3 separate regions of the Sus scrofa genome follow, and all the other regions are linked to region 3. The links are chromatin contacts, called in public HiChIP or PLAC-seq maps. All regions are on one chromosome and are shown on one strand. Each heading gives the region's core, a stretch centred on a gene start, on an enhancer-like site or on the middle of the called end of the contact. The rest is flanking DNA. Distances are from core to core; before and after follow the strand shown. Region 1 overlaps MON2 (protein MON2 homolog). Region 2 overlaps PPM1H (protein phosphatase 1H). Region 3 has its middle 110 kb from the start of PPM1H.

Region 1 (4,892 bases), core at 1,547-4,046, 440 kb after region 3:
TCGACTTCTAGCTTGGGAACCTCGCCATGTCATGGGTGTGGCCCTAAAAAGACAAAAAATAAAAATAAAAAATAAAAAAATAAAAACTAACCATAGATTTTCATGGTCACTTTGGACTTAGCCATCAAAACAATGAAAAGGCAGAATTCCCATTGTGGCTCAGTGGTAAGGAACCCGACTAGTATCCATGAGGAAACGGGTTTGATCCCTGGCCTCGCTCTGAGGTCGCAGATGAGGCTCAGATATGGTGTGGCTTTGGCTGTGGCACAGGCTGGCAGCTGTAGCTCCGATTCAATCCCTAGCCTGGAAACTTCCATATGCTGCAGGGGTGGCCCTAAAAAGACAAAAACAAACAAACAAAAAAGCTATATGAAAAAGCTGTATGTATTGAGTATGGAAGTATCACCATGGTATTTTAGGAAGTGGAAAAAATGAAGTATATTCAGAACAGTAGGTATAACTTGGAGCTATTGTGCATATTTGTTCATGTTAAAAACTGGGGGTGTACTGGAGCACAGCTGACTTTTGAACAACACAGATCTGAACTGCATGGGTCTGCTTATACACAGATTTTTTCCAAAAGTCAACACTGAAGCACTGCACAATCCCTGGATGATAGAGTCCAAGGATACAGAACCCCAGATACAGAAGAACCATCTAGGTTATAAATGGATTTTTGACTGCTTGGAAGGCTGACATCAGTGATCCCCGAGTTGTTCACGGGCCAACTATATATATTTTTTGTACTTACATAAAAAACTTAGGGAAGGACCCACAAGCTAATAAAAATGGTTGACTATGGTAAGGTGAGAGAGCTGGGCAGATGTAGAACAGGGGAATGACCATCTCAAAACATTTCCCTAGGAGTTCCCTGGTCGCCTAGTGGATAAAGACTTGGTATTGCCACTGCTGTGGCATGGGTTTGATCCCTGCCCTGAGAACTTCCACATGCTGCAGGCATGGCCAAAAAAAAACCCATAAAAAACAAAAACCCACTGGAGTTCCTGTCGTGGCACAGTGGTTAACGAATCCAACTAGGAACCATGAGGTTGCGGGTTCAATCCCTGGCCTCAAAGCTCAGTGGGTTAATGATCCAGCGTTGCTGTGAGCTGTGGTGTAGGTTGCAGACGAGGCTTGGATCCTGCATTGCTGTGGCTCTGGTATAGGCCAGCGGCTACAGCTCTGATTGGACCCCTAGCCTGGGAACCTCCATATTCCGCAGGAAGCAGCCCTAGAAAAGGCAAAAAGATTAAAAAAAAAAAAAAAAAAAAAGAAAAGGAAAAAACCCACCACAAAAAACCCAAACTTTTCCCCGCACATATTTCTATAATTTTGAATTTTTGAACCATGTGTATGTTTACTACTACTCAAAATTTTAATTAACAATCAAGTAAAATGATAAAAAACAAGATTCCTCAAAACTAAAGATAGGTTCAACAAATGCCTCCTCTCCCACCAGAAAACCCTAAAACAAATAGCAAACATTCTAAACAAATGGTTGGGTTTAGGCTGGTTCCAAAACTTACAGCCATCTCCTTGAATTAATTTGGTACTGGCTACAAGTCGTCCAACATATTTTTACTGGGAAGATCTGGATTTCTCTAAGTTGCTTCTTTTTTTCTGTTTCTTAGTGACGATTATCACACCATTTTCATACATTATTATATCATCATCATTTATGATTACATTTAGTTTAAATCTTCACTTTATATGCCCAGAGGCATATATTCATACTTTCTAAAACAATTTTTTTTTTTCTTTTTAAGGCTGCACCTGTGGTATATGGAAGTTCCCAGGCTAGGGGCCCCTGGAGCTGCAGCTACCAACCTACATCACAGCCACAGCAATGCCGGATCTAAGCCATGCCTGCGACCTACAGCACAGCTCAGTGAGCAAGCTCAGGGATTGAACCCGTATGCTCACGTATATTAGTTGCGTTTGTTACCACTGAGCTGCAATGGGAACTCCCTCTTGTAAACGATTTTTAACACAATTTAGTTAGATCATCTATCATTACTCCACTGCCCTATCCATGGCGCAATGACTTTGTAAAAAAAGGTTACTGAGTTTTCCTTCCCTTTTCTTCCTTTATACAACTTCTAGTTACATTACTGACAGCCATATAAAGACCATAAAAAGTAATGCAAGTCTATGTACTGATATATATTTCTGTATTTAATATATCTATAGCAATAACATGAAAAATTGGGAATTTCCTATTTAGTTTTTAAGTATATTTCTAGGAATCAAATTCTATCCTGTGATCTAATGAAGATTAGATTTCTGGTCTCTAGGAAGTTAACACATGGTTTCCCTCTATGAAAAGTCAACTGAAACATTTTATTAAGATAACTCAAATTTGAACTTGATGGGATAAATTAAGAAGACTCTTCTAAGATTATTCTTAGAAATTTTAGCCCTTCTTTTAGGTTGAATACACATTAGTCTACTGCCTCTTAATATTTAGTATAATACTCACCCTTCCAGGCCAAAGTAATAATCAGTGAATTTTGAAAACAGAAAAATATGTGTAATTATATAACAACTGACAGGAACAAATATCTTGTGACTCATTTATTAGGAACCTGCTTTTTTCTTAGGTAGTAAAAGTAATGCTGCTTAAAGCACCAATCTGCTAGGATGTTTGTACCAGAATATAAATGAACACATTTCCTTCTATAACAAAGTCTTGTTTCATAAATAAACAGTTCAGTCAGCTGAACCATTGTGCATAGTGACACAACTGACTTATACTCTGATGCCAGCCTTTTATCTTGTCCTGGGCCAGTGACAAATTCTTAAGACCAGTGGCTGGTCCAAAACAACCACACTGTGAGTAGTAATGTTGCGAAGGATTCAAGATAGATTAAAACATGACCCAAAAAGCCTCTCAAGAAGTTTACGTTAAAGGGAATGAATCATGTACATGTATAACTGTAATACAAATAGAAAAAGGCACACAGAAAAGAGCTCTAAGTTCACCAAAATAGGAATCACTCACCTTTAAGGAACAGAAACAGGGCTAAAAAGTGGTGTGATATCTGAACAAGGTGGATATAGGCAGGAGAATGGAATGAGCAAAGGATTGGGAATACTTGGGTAGACTGAGAATTTTGGTTTGGTGGGAGAGTAGGGTACACAAAGTCTAGTGGGAAATAAAGCATGAATAGAATGGAGTCAGTAGTGCTCTTTGTATTTGGTAGGTTATGGTAAATAAAAATATTACTTTATTTTGTTTTACTAGAATGGGAAAATGAATGATCAAAGTTGCGCTTTTGGAAAAATCATTTCTGGAATTAATGTAAAGAATGAATTGGAAAGAAATGAGTAACAGGGGAAACAAATGAGGAAGGGCTATAAAAATGATTCAGTTATTTCTACAGTTTATATCTAAATGATAAGTACAAATATAGAACAAAAGCCTCCTATAACCCCAAAAAAGTCAGTCATGTTCTATATTAAAAATATGTAAGGAGTTCCTGCTGTGGCACAGTGGGTTAAGAACCTGACTGCAGTGACTTGGGTCATTGCTGAGGCATGGGTTTGATCCCCAGCCTGGCATACTGGGTTAAGGATCCAGTGTTGCCACAGCTGTGGTGCATGTTGCAACTGCGGCTCAGATTAGATCCCTGGCCTGGGAATTTCCATATGCTGCAGGTATCCAAAAAAAAAAAAAAAAAAAAAAAAAAAAACAACTGTCTGTGTGTATAAAATAGGGAGTTCTCTTATGGTGCTATGGGTTAAAAATCTGGCATTGTCACTGAAGTAGCTTGAATCAATGCTGTGGTGTGTGTTTGATCCCTGGCCTACGAACTTCTGCATGCCATGGATGCGGCCAAATTTATATATATGTGTGTGTGTAAAATTGCCTATACATTATATATATATATAAATTATCTAGATGCAATACTTAAATTCTGACCAATTTAGTTAAAAAAAGTCAGAGAGTGAAGTCAGCATCATAGCAGTGTGAGAAGCTCCATTTGTTTCTTCCCTTCAATCCAAAAGCAGTAAAAATCCGTAACTCAACAAAAAATGTCTCTCCCAATACACCAAGGTTCTAGAGAATTCCACGCACCTGTACATAAAGGTGGATGGACTAAAACACAGAGGAGGCAGAATGAGAAAAACAGTGGAGGCAGTGCGTGCAATCCTGATCCCCAGACACAACAGGTGAGCCCACCACCTCAGAAAACCTGGTGGTAGCAGCAGAATAGGTGATGTATGTGACTCTGGGTTCTTGGCCAAAGCAGTGGTTAAGGCTACAGGGAACCAGGCAACAACAGGCCTGCAATGTCATCCTCCAGTCACGGAGGCACAAGTGACTCTGGCTCCTTTGCCCACAGCAGCAGCATCCATGAAACTGATAACCCTGGATGTGGCAAAAGCACCCAAGACTCTGGCTCCCTAGCCCATCCATCCTTTTGCCCCCCTGCAGTGGACTCAGCAGCATGGACCTAAGAGATCCTGGATGTAGTGGCAACACCTGCTATCCCACTGCTCTAACAGTGACACCAGCAGCAGGAAGGTACCCAGCAATGCCAGAAGCATGAGCAGTGATAACAAGGGCAACAAGCAACACCTCTAGCAGGGGCAGTGGACAGTGGAAAGTGTCAATCCTCAAATATAATCACAGGCAACTCAGGTAAGAAAAAAACAAAAACTTGTACTACAGTGCCATCTGCTGAAAAACAAAAGAAAGGCCTCTAATAACTAACCTGTTAAATTGTCAGAATCAGAGAAAAAAGCTTTACTAAAGAAAAAAAAAAAAAAAAAGAAGCTTTACTAAAGAAAAAAGCTGTTATTACTTCAAATATATTGGTTAGAGGAACAATCCATTAAGCACCATGAAAAACCACAGTGACATGTTACCACAAAATGAGTTATCCAGA
Region 2 (4,326 bases), core at 1,560-4,059, 350 kb after region 3:
ATGTTTTATATATATATAAAGTGTGTGTATATATATAATATATATATAAAGTGTGTGTAAATATATAAATAACACACTGTGTGTGTGTATAATATAATGCAGTATATGCAGATTATATGTAACGCTAATCGCCATGCTGTACTTTGGGTCCCCAGAATTTATTCATCTTCTAACTGGAAATTTGTACCCTTTGACCATTATCTCTCTGCTTCTCCCACTTCTCTCCCCACCTCCTTCCCCTTTACTCTCTGCTCTACGAGTTCAGCTCTATAGGCACTTTCCTTCATCTCTTCTCTCGTCCCGCAGCTCATATATCTCTCTAGTCTGTAGCATCGCATTTATCTGCTTTCTCAGTTGGGTTGATGCCCCCCTCAGGGTCCTTCCCTCTCCCATCACCACCACCATGTTGAAAATGTCTGGGACCAAAAAAAATTCACATGTGAAGAGTATGTAGAACTGCTTTCTTGGATTCTGGTACCATCTGATCTTATATACAGGAGTGACTTCATGCCTGTCTATCTGCATCTCTAACTCTCCAGTCCAGCTGTAAAAATCACTTGTCATGCACCTGTGTGTCATCCACAAGGGTGGTTTCTATTAGGAAGTGTCTTGAGATTTGCTAAATAAAACCAGAATGTGGAATTTACTTGCCCCCACCCCCATAAAATCTAGCTTGGCAACTCATGAAATTTGTGGTCACATAAGAGGAGCCAACCTATATATTGTGTCAAACATTTCTTCTCATTGGAGATTATCCCTCCCTGATCCTCTCCTGAAAAAAATAATAACTTCACATGAATGTTTCCATTAAACATGGAACATCTTTTGCTGGCACTAATTTATTGTACTGATGCATATAAGAATGCTTTGAGGAGTTCGCTAAAGAATGCAAATCCCTGGAAGTCACTTCCTGAAAATCGGAATCACTAGGTCTAGGGTAGGTCCTAGGATTTTTCATGTTTTTAGACAGCTCTGAGGCAGGTGATCCAAAGAATAACACTGAATGAATAACACTGTCATAAACTGTTTTTCACTGTGCTTGGGAGGGGTGAGGGTTGTGTTAGTTTCAGGTGTACAGCAAAGTGAATCGGGTATATATATACATATGCCTATTACTTTTCTGATTCATTTCCCATAGAGGTATGACATGGTATTGAGTAGATTCAGGAACATTAGGTTTATAATCCAGAATAACTGCAGGCAGTGGGGTTGACTTTGCCACACAGCAGGTATCCCACCGCTCATCAGGGATACCGTGTGGATATGTAGTAACTTGATCTCCTGCTCCCTTGAGGTCCCTGAAATCCTGCCATTGTGAAGAGTCCTGTGAAGTAGTAAGACACTGTGGTCATGTTCAGTCCCCACCACCAGAAGTAGCAGCTACAAGAATAAAGGATAGTAGTCATTTAATTATTTACACCCCAGGAGACCAGATAACTTACTCTGTCAACCAGGACATTTCGAGAGTCCGTAGGGACACTGTTAATCATTATGCTGGGAAGGCAGCATAAACCAAAACTATCGCAGACAGACTGACAAGGATGTATGGTCACTCTGTGTCTACCTCCCACGCCTCCTAAATGAATTTGACACGATCCAGTCCATCGCCACGGCACCCATGTACTTTCACTTGGGATTTCTTTCTGACCCTGATCTCTGCAGATGGGCAACTGAGTGAACAGAAACTTCTTCCTCAAATGACTGATGAGCTAGATTCAAGTCCATTTGTTCACTGGTTCATTCAATGAGCCTTTGATTCGAACAAGCCATTGGAATCCCAGAGAAAGGAGTAGAGGATGGGCGTCCCCCGACCCCCACATGTAAAGGAAATGCCTTCATCAAGCTTACCTCAGAGTTCCCTTCATGGCTCAGCAGTTAACAAACCCAACTAGGATCCAGGAGGATGCGGGTTTGATCCCTGACCTCGCTTTCAGTGGTAAGCATCCAGCATTGCCATGAGCTGTGGTGTAGGTTGCAGACACGGCTCGGATCCGGCATTGCTGTGGCTCTGGTGTAGGCTGGCAGCTGTGGCTCCGATTAGACCCCTAGCCTGGGAAGTTCCATGTGTCATGGGTGTGGCCCTAAAAAAGCAAAAAATTTAAAGAAAAAAGCTTACCTCACTGAGTTGTAAAGTTCTGGCCTTGTGTGGAGAAAACGAAAGCCTTATGCTTGAGCAGCTACATGCTGGGAACAACTTCAGACTCTGTATTACATAATATTTTAGCTGGTTTAGAAACTTTTTTGGCTATTAGATTACATACACCCTCAAAAGTCAAGTGTTTATTTTGCCTGTAGATTAAAACAAACAAACAAACAAAAAAGCAAACCTCAAGAATACCTGTGGTGCCTTTCAAATAGAAAATTATACCCACAGCCAAAACAACCAGCTCCTTTTTGGGTGGCAGGAGCAGCCCACATATTTGTCATACTTCAATGTCCCTTGATTCATTTGCAGTCAAATGCTGAGGTCATGTGGTCGGTCCCATCCAGGTCTAAGTCATCCCATGATGAAAGAGTCGGGGAATGTTTGAGCCATAAGCATCCCCAGTGGCCACCTTGACCTTTCATTTCACAAAGGGAGACACTGAAGGTTCGAGAGGCCTCATCCCTCACTGCTCCCCGGTGGAAACTCAGTTCTGCAGCCAAACCAAACTCTGGAAAGCCGCCCTGGCATGTCAGCCCTGTCTCATCCCCAGGCTTTGGCCCCTGCAGTTCCCTCTGCATCGAAGGCGTGGGATGCCCAGATGTCTCCCCCCTGACACACCCCATCTGATGAATCAATACTTCCTCTTTCCGTATTCCCGGCAAGTGACTTTAAAATCCGAATGAACAAAGTGGTGTTGCCTAACTATTAAGGGACAGAGGTAGGTCTCAAACCCTAGTCTTCTGCCACCAGGTTCAGTGTGTGTTTCGTGGCATCATCTAGTGTAGAGAGAGTCACAGCAGAGAATTTGGGTGCAATCTTGGTGGCCTGCCAGACGGCCAGTATTGAAATAATCTCTCCGTGTACTGGGTGACAAGGAAGTACGCTGGAGTTTCTTTTTCTTTTACAAGTGCCACGTCCCACTTCTGCAGGCTGAGCTTTTGGATTGGTTGGCCACAGAGGGTGGAGAGGCCGAGGATTTGTACTCCTATTGTCCACCAGCTACTGGCAGCCTCCGCCTTGGGAACCACCTGGGTTTTCTGCCAAATCATAAGTGAGAGTCCCAGTTACTGTCATTTTAAGTGAGACTTTTGGAATCGAACCCAGGTCCCTGAAGCCCACTCCTAACTCATCTCCTTCCACCAACTAGCTACTTTTTTCAGGTGTACCACCCTGAGATCAGAGCCATTAAAAAAACACGCTGCACATTAGAATTTGTAATTCCTAACAAGAACCTGCTGTACCGCATAGGAAAATCTACTCAACAGTTTGTAATAACTTATATGGTGAAAAAAGAACGGATGTATTTGTATGTATGAGTGATTCACTGTGCTGTACACCTGAAACTAATCCAACACTGATTTTTTTTTTTAAAAAAGGATTTGTAGTTCCTTTCCACATTATCTTATTTGATTTTTTTTTTTTTAATGTCCTTTCAGGGCCACACCTGCAGCATATGGAAGTTCGCAGGCTAGGGGCTGAATTGGAGCTACAGCAGCCAGCCTCCACCACAGCCATAGCAACACGGGATCCAAGCCGCCTCTACAACCTACACCATAACTCATGGCAACGCCGGATCCTTAACCCACTGAGCAAGGCCAGGGATCGAACCTGTGTCCTCATGAATACCAGTCAGATGCATTTCTGCTGCCTCACAACAGGAACTCCTCATTTGATCTTTATAAAAGCTTCGTGAGACAGAGCACATGTTATATTTATTTTTCTTGTCTTTTTTCTCCACTTTTTAAACAGTGACTTCGGGGATGAGAAAATTGAGAGGTCACAAAAATAAATGACTTGTGTCAAGTCCCAGAGCTAGTGAGACCCAGAGAACTGAAGTGAGGGCTTCTAATAACGCAGGAGGGAGGGCTCTTGCTCCCGAAGACAGCTGGGCCTGAGCCGTGGGAGTGCCTCATCCTACCTTGAGTACTCAAGAGGGGAAAAGGCTTGGAGAATTTGCTGAGCTGATAAAGATGTGAACGCTGTGAGGAGCAGCTGGGATTTGGCAACTGGCAGAATGGATGGATTCTTTTTTTTTTTTTTTTTTTTTTTTTTTTGCCTTTTAGAATAGATGGATTCTTTTTTAAAGTAGCCTCAAGCGGTTGCAGGTTCGATCCCTGGCCTCGCTCAGTGGGTTAAGGATCCGGCATTGCTGTGACCTGTGGTGTAGGTCGCAGACCCAG
Region 3 (4,567 bases), core at 390-2,889:
AGCCCCTTCTCAATCACCCCACAATGACTGGAAAGTTAACCAAGGAATTGAATTTACTAACTAAATAACTAAATTGAATTTCCCTGGTCTCTGTGTCTTCCCATAAACTCTGTAGAATGCATCCATGTACAGTGGGGCCCTGAGCTCCAACCTAGAGACACTCTTGGTCTCATTATAAGTCTGAACAACATCAGAAATACCCACCTATTCAATTCTATATACACCAGGTATTCTTATTCACTAGAGCAGATCTTCAAACAAATTGATTTTGTACCCCAGCAGCAAAAATATACAGGCACACCATCCTTAATATACAGGTATGTATTTATAAATTACAAATATGCATATCTATTTCATATTCAAACAGAAAAATAAATATCATGAAATAAAGATGAAATAAAAATATGTTTATGTATTTATATATTTTATTTCCTTTTTATGGGTATAAAAACAGGTTTTGATCTCTTAAATATTATAATAATGTTTTGTAATACCAATACAATTGAATCTTACCTCCATGTCTATAATTTTCACATAGGAATATTTCAAAACACACAAGAATAGAATTTTTAAATGATTTAAATATGTGATAAATTATTTTAAATAATTCTGCATCTTTGCTTTAGGGCCACAAAAATACCTTTTGTTCTCACGCCCTTTTTTCTCTGACTGCCACAATCCAAAGGTTTGAATTTACTTGGATAGTTGGTATTAACATTACAGAAGCTAAAGAAGTAATCCCACAAAGACATGCTGTAATATTTGCATCCATTCATATTTCAAATAATATGTTTATTAATTTTGCATTTTATTATGTAAGATTATATTATCATTGCTTTAATTTCATAATGTGAAAAAGTTTACACTAATAAAAAATGTCAGCATTATTATGTTCTTATAGAAACTTACTCTTGCAGGTTAGTATTATTTTAGAGTTCTTTACATTCTTTGTAAGAATCTCTTTATGCCACTGGTTCATTGGGGAAGATTATCTTACTAAGTCCCCTGCACTGCCACATGTCACAATGCACTAAAAAGAAGGAAGGAGTGAAACCGCCACTTGTGTGTGAGCCCTTTTCCATGGGTAGACTCCTGTTCTGCTCTAAAAGTACCTCACCCATCCCCACAATTTGTGACCCTATGACATGTGAACTGAACCAAGTGAGCATCAATCTATAGGTTGAATATTTCAAAAGCTTAAATTCCTTCTTATAATTTTAGAGAAAATAAATAGATTTCAAATGTTTTCATATGCCTACAGATCATGGTGCCCACACCAAAGGCTGACACTCCCCTCTCTGTCCCCCACTTTGGTGACCACTGCCAGAGGAGGGGTCTAATTAAGCACCAGAACACCGCAGTATGGCCTCAGGGGTCCACAACAGAGCCAGGCCCAAGCAGAGGTAGAAAAAGTCACTGTATTTGATTTCTATTGCTGCATAATGACAGTACCACAAACTTAGTGGCTTAAGACAATATGCATTTTCTATCTCATGCTTCCTGGGATAGGAGTCTGGGCATGGCTTAGCTTGGGATCCTCCTAGGCTGCAGCTGAGGTATTAGCCAAGGCTAGGTCTCATCTGGAGGTTTGGCCGTGGAAGATCCACCTCCCTACCCACATGGTTGTTGACAGCAAACAGGTCCTTGTGACTGAGAGCTTCCGGGTTTGCTGGCTGGCGGCCAGTGGCTGCTCTCAGCTCCTACATCCTGCCTGCCCACAGTTTCTTATCACATGGCTACTTTCTTCCTCAGTCAGCTCTGGAGAGAGAGAATCCAGCAAGACCAGAGCTTCCAATATATGCAGTGTAATCACATGGTCACTAACTCTTAAATACGTCCCTCCATGACCTTTGCCCTAACATTTAGAAGCCAGTAACAGGTGCCACCCAGACTCAAGGGGAGAGGAAAGACGCAAAAGAGTGAATACTAGGAGGTGGAGATCATGGAACCACCTTCAGAATCTGTCTTACCGCCTCACTCCCTGCTGTCAAAGTGTGAAAGATACAAAAATAAAACTGAAAATGATTACTTTTTTACTGAGCTGAAGCTGAAAATCCACGACTCTGTACAAGAGTTACCAGCTGAAGCAACTTTCAATTTTATACACTTTAGAAGGCTAGTGTTTCACAATTTTTTTCAGAGCAGGGTTTTCTGTTGGCATCTGAGCACAATGCCCTACATTCCCTGTTCTATATTTCCTGGAACCCCTTGGCAACAAGATTCCAAGTCAACTTTCACCAATGGGAGGCATTCAGTCAAGGTTTGGAAGGCAGAAGGGAAACACACCCATCCTTGCTCCCACACTGTGTGGACAGATGTTCTGTGACTGTGAAGCTTCCCAACCGCCTCCAAGCATTTCCGCTCTCCCAGCAGACGGGACCATCCCAAGTTCCTTCCTGCAACTCCTGCAATTTCCTCACTCTCTTCGAGTTAGTGGCACAACTGATTCATGTCAGCCTTCCCCTACTTTATTTCTCTTCTCCTGCCCTTTCTGCAACATCTAATTACCCAAATTCAAGCCCCTCCTACCTGAATCTACACAGTAACTTCCATTTTCCTAACTGAACCCTGATTGTACAAAGGGATAAAGTCCCTTTTAAGGATCTCCATGTTGAATCCTGCTTGACCTCCTCTTTGACCTAAACATAAATATTGTCATCAATTTAGAGTTTATCCTTCTAGATCTCTCTCTCTCTCTCCCCCTCCCCCCCCTTTCACACACACACACAAACACACACACACACACACACACAAGAAATATCTGGGCTTTTGTGTGTGTGTTCTAATGCACAACGTATCGTGTTGTTCTGGTTATCCATTGGTGTGTAACAAACCACACAAAAACTTACTGGTGTAAAATAACTAACATTTATTATGTCCACAATTCAGTGAGTCAGAAACTAGGGCAGAACATGGCAGAGATGGCTCCTCTTGGGAGCCTCTGGGGCCTCAAAAGACTAGGGAGGATTGGGGAGTTCCCGTGGTGGCGCAGTGGTTAACAAATCCGACTAGGAACCATGAGGTTGCGGGTTCGATCCCTGCCCTTGCTCAGTGGGTTAAAGATCCGGCATTGCCCTGAGCTGTTGTGTAGGTCATAGATGCGGCTCGGATCCCGCATTGCTGTGGCTCTGGCGTAGGCCGGCGGCTACAGCTCCAATTCGACCCCTAGCCTGGGAACCTCCATATACCGCAGGAGCGGCCCAAGAAATGGCAGAAAGACAAAAAAAAAAAAAAAAAAAAAAAGACTAGGGAGGACTGGGATGGCTTGACTGGGCCGTATATGTAGGACCTTGGGTCTTCCTCTACGTGGCATCTACTGGGGCTGTGATGCCCAAGATGGCAGTTTCACTCACATGTCTGTTGCCTCCAGCTGAGATGGCTAGAATGGCAAGGGCTGGCTGGCATCTTCTGCTCTCCACACACCCCATTCTCAGGACAACTGCACTTTTTACATAATAGATGACTTTTCCCCAGAGGAAGAGTTATAATAACTAGGTCCAAGACACCCAGAAGGAAGCTGCAAAACTTCTAACAACCTAACCCCAGAAGTCCCAGAATCACTTCTGCCATATTCTATGGGTTAAGGAAGTCATTAAGACCACCTCAGATTCAAGGGGAGGGCAGGAAGAAATTCAGCCTATTGCTGGAAGAATGACATGTCCAAACAAGAAAGAAATTGATGACATCACCTCAGATAAAAGTTACCACAGGGAATAGCATTCTGTAGCTAGATTTTTACTCAGCATAATCTTGGAGAACTACCCAGGTTGGTCCACATTACATTTCTTCTAATTGCTGCATAACACTTACCAAGACCATAGCACTATTTATTTAGATATTTGCTCCTTTAGGGACATTTAGGTGGTTACCATTTTTGTAATTGTAAGGTATAAAAATATTTAATAGACACTATCAACATGCCCTCTGAATTGCCTCATCCATTCATATTCCCCCATGAATGCCTAACAGCACTGGTTTCCCTTGCAGTTACTTGAACCTATCAATAACTACTAGCCTAATTCAAGTCCTCTACAGAAAAGGAAACTCAGGCTCGGGGAGGGGGAGGTTACATCATTTGTCTAAGGTGTCCCAGACACCAGTGATCAAGAACTTAACTGTCCTGACCAGATGTCCAGTGCTCTATTATTTAACAATTCCTCTAGAAAGGCTGATTTTCATTGGAAAGGGTTAATGTTAGAAATACTTTGAGAGTAAAAGGTTTTCACAATATTGGTATATGTTCTTTTCTAAAAAATAAATTCTGTACTTAGGTCTGTATTTATATAAGAACTAAAAGGAAAAGCTGCCAGACCTCTGACTGCAGCAGAATTACTGCAGGAAACGTAGCTAGAATTACACATAAAGCTCTTCCCATTATCTGCGTTTTTCCTCAAGTGGCTTTAAAAACCAAGCATTACATCTCTCTGCATGAGTATCTGATCCGGACTTAAATATTTGTATTTTTTAATTGCCTCAAACTAGCATATTCTCAGAGACAGGAAGTAATATAAAACATAATCAAGCATTACAATTTTCATTCATGCTTACTCATTTTTTTCATTTTTCA

What was found. HiChIP or PLAC-seq counts read pairs in DNA pulled down with a chosen protein or histone mark.
Region 1: a contact with region 3 is called in an H3K27ac HiChIP or PLAC-seq map of alveolar macrophages. The contact joins two enhancer-like sites. A contact is called at or near these places in 7 of 47 Hi-C or Micro-C datasets (alveolar macrophages, embryonic fibroblasts, epiblast stem cells and 4 more) and 1 of 2 datasets of contacts at active chromatin or transcription factors (alveolar macrophages).
Region 2: a contact with region 3 is called in an H3K27ac HiChIP or PLAC-seq map of alveolar macrophages. The contact joins two enhancer-like sites. A contact is called at or near these places in 1 of 47 Hi-C or Micro-C datasets (liver) and 1 of 2 datasets of contacts at active chromatin or transcription factors (alveolar macrophages).

Annotation. Positions count from the first base shown.
Region 1 is chr5:27,232,730-27,237,621 of Sscrofa11.1, reverse strand. All of the region lies in intron 32 of MON2 (protein MON2 homolog), which reads right to left. Among named protein-coding and RNA genes, the nearest start is that of MIRLET7I, 18 kb to the left of the region's middle. Within about 2 kb of position 2,796, at least 7 of the 83 cell types and tissues checked have an H3K27ac peak or open chromatin away from gene starts, as enhancers often do. A contact at or near this core is called in alveolar macrophages, where this site is marked.
Region 2 is chr5:27,327,769-27,332,094 of Sscrofa11.1, reverse strand. All of the region lies in intron 8 of PPM1H (protein phosphatase 1H), which reads left to right. Among named protein-coding and RNA genes, the nearest start is that of MIRLET7I, 77 kb to the right of the region's middle. Within about 2 kb of position 2,809, at least 24 of the 83 cell types and tissues checked have an H3K27ac peak or open chromatin away from gene starts, as enhancers often do. A contact at or near this core is called in alveolar macrophages, where this site is marked.
Region 3 is chr5:27,675,598-27,680,164 of Sscrofa11.1, reverse strand. No RefSeq gene overlaps it. Among named protein-coding and RNA genes, the nearest start is that of PPM1H, 110 kb to the right of the region's middle. Within about 2 kb of position 1,639, at least 4 of the 83 cell types and tissues checked have an H3K27ac peak or open chromatin away from gene starts, as enhancers often do. A contact at or near this core is called in alveolar macrophages, where this site is marked.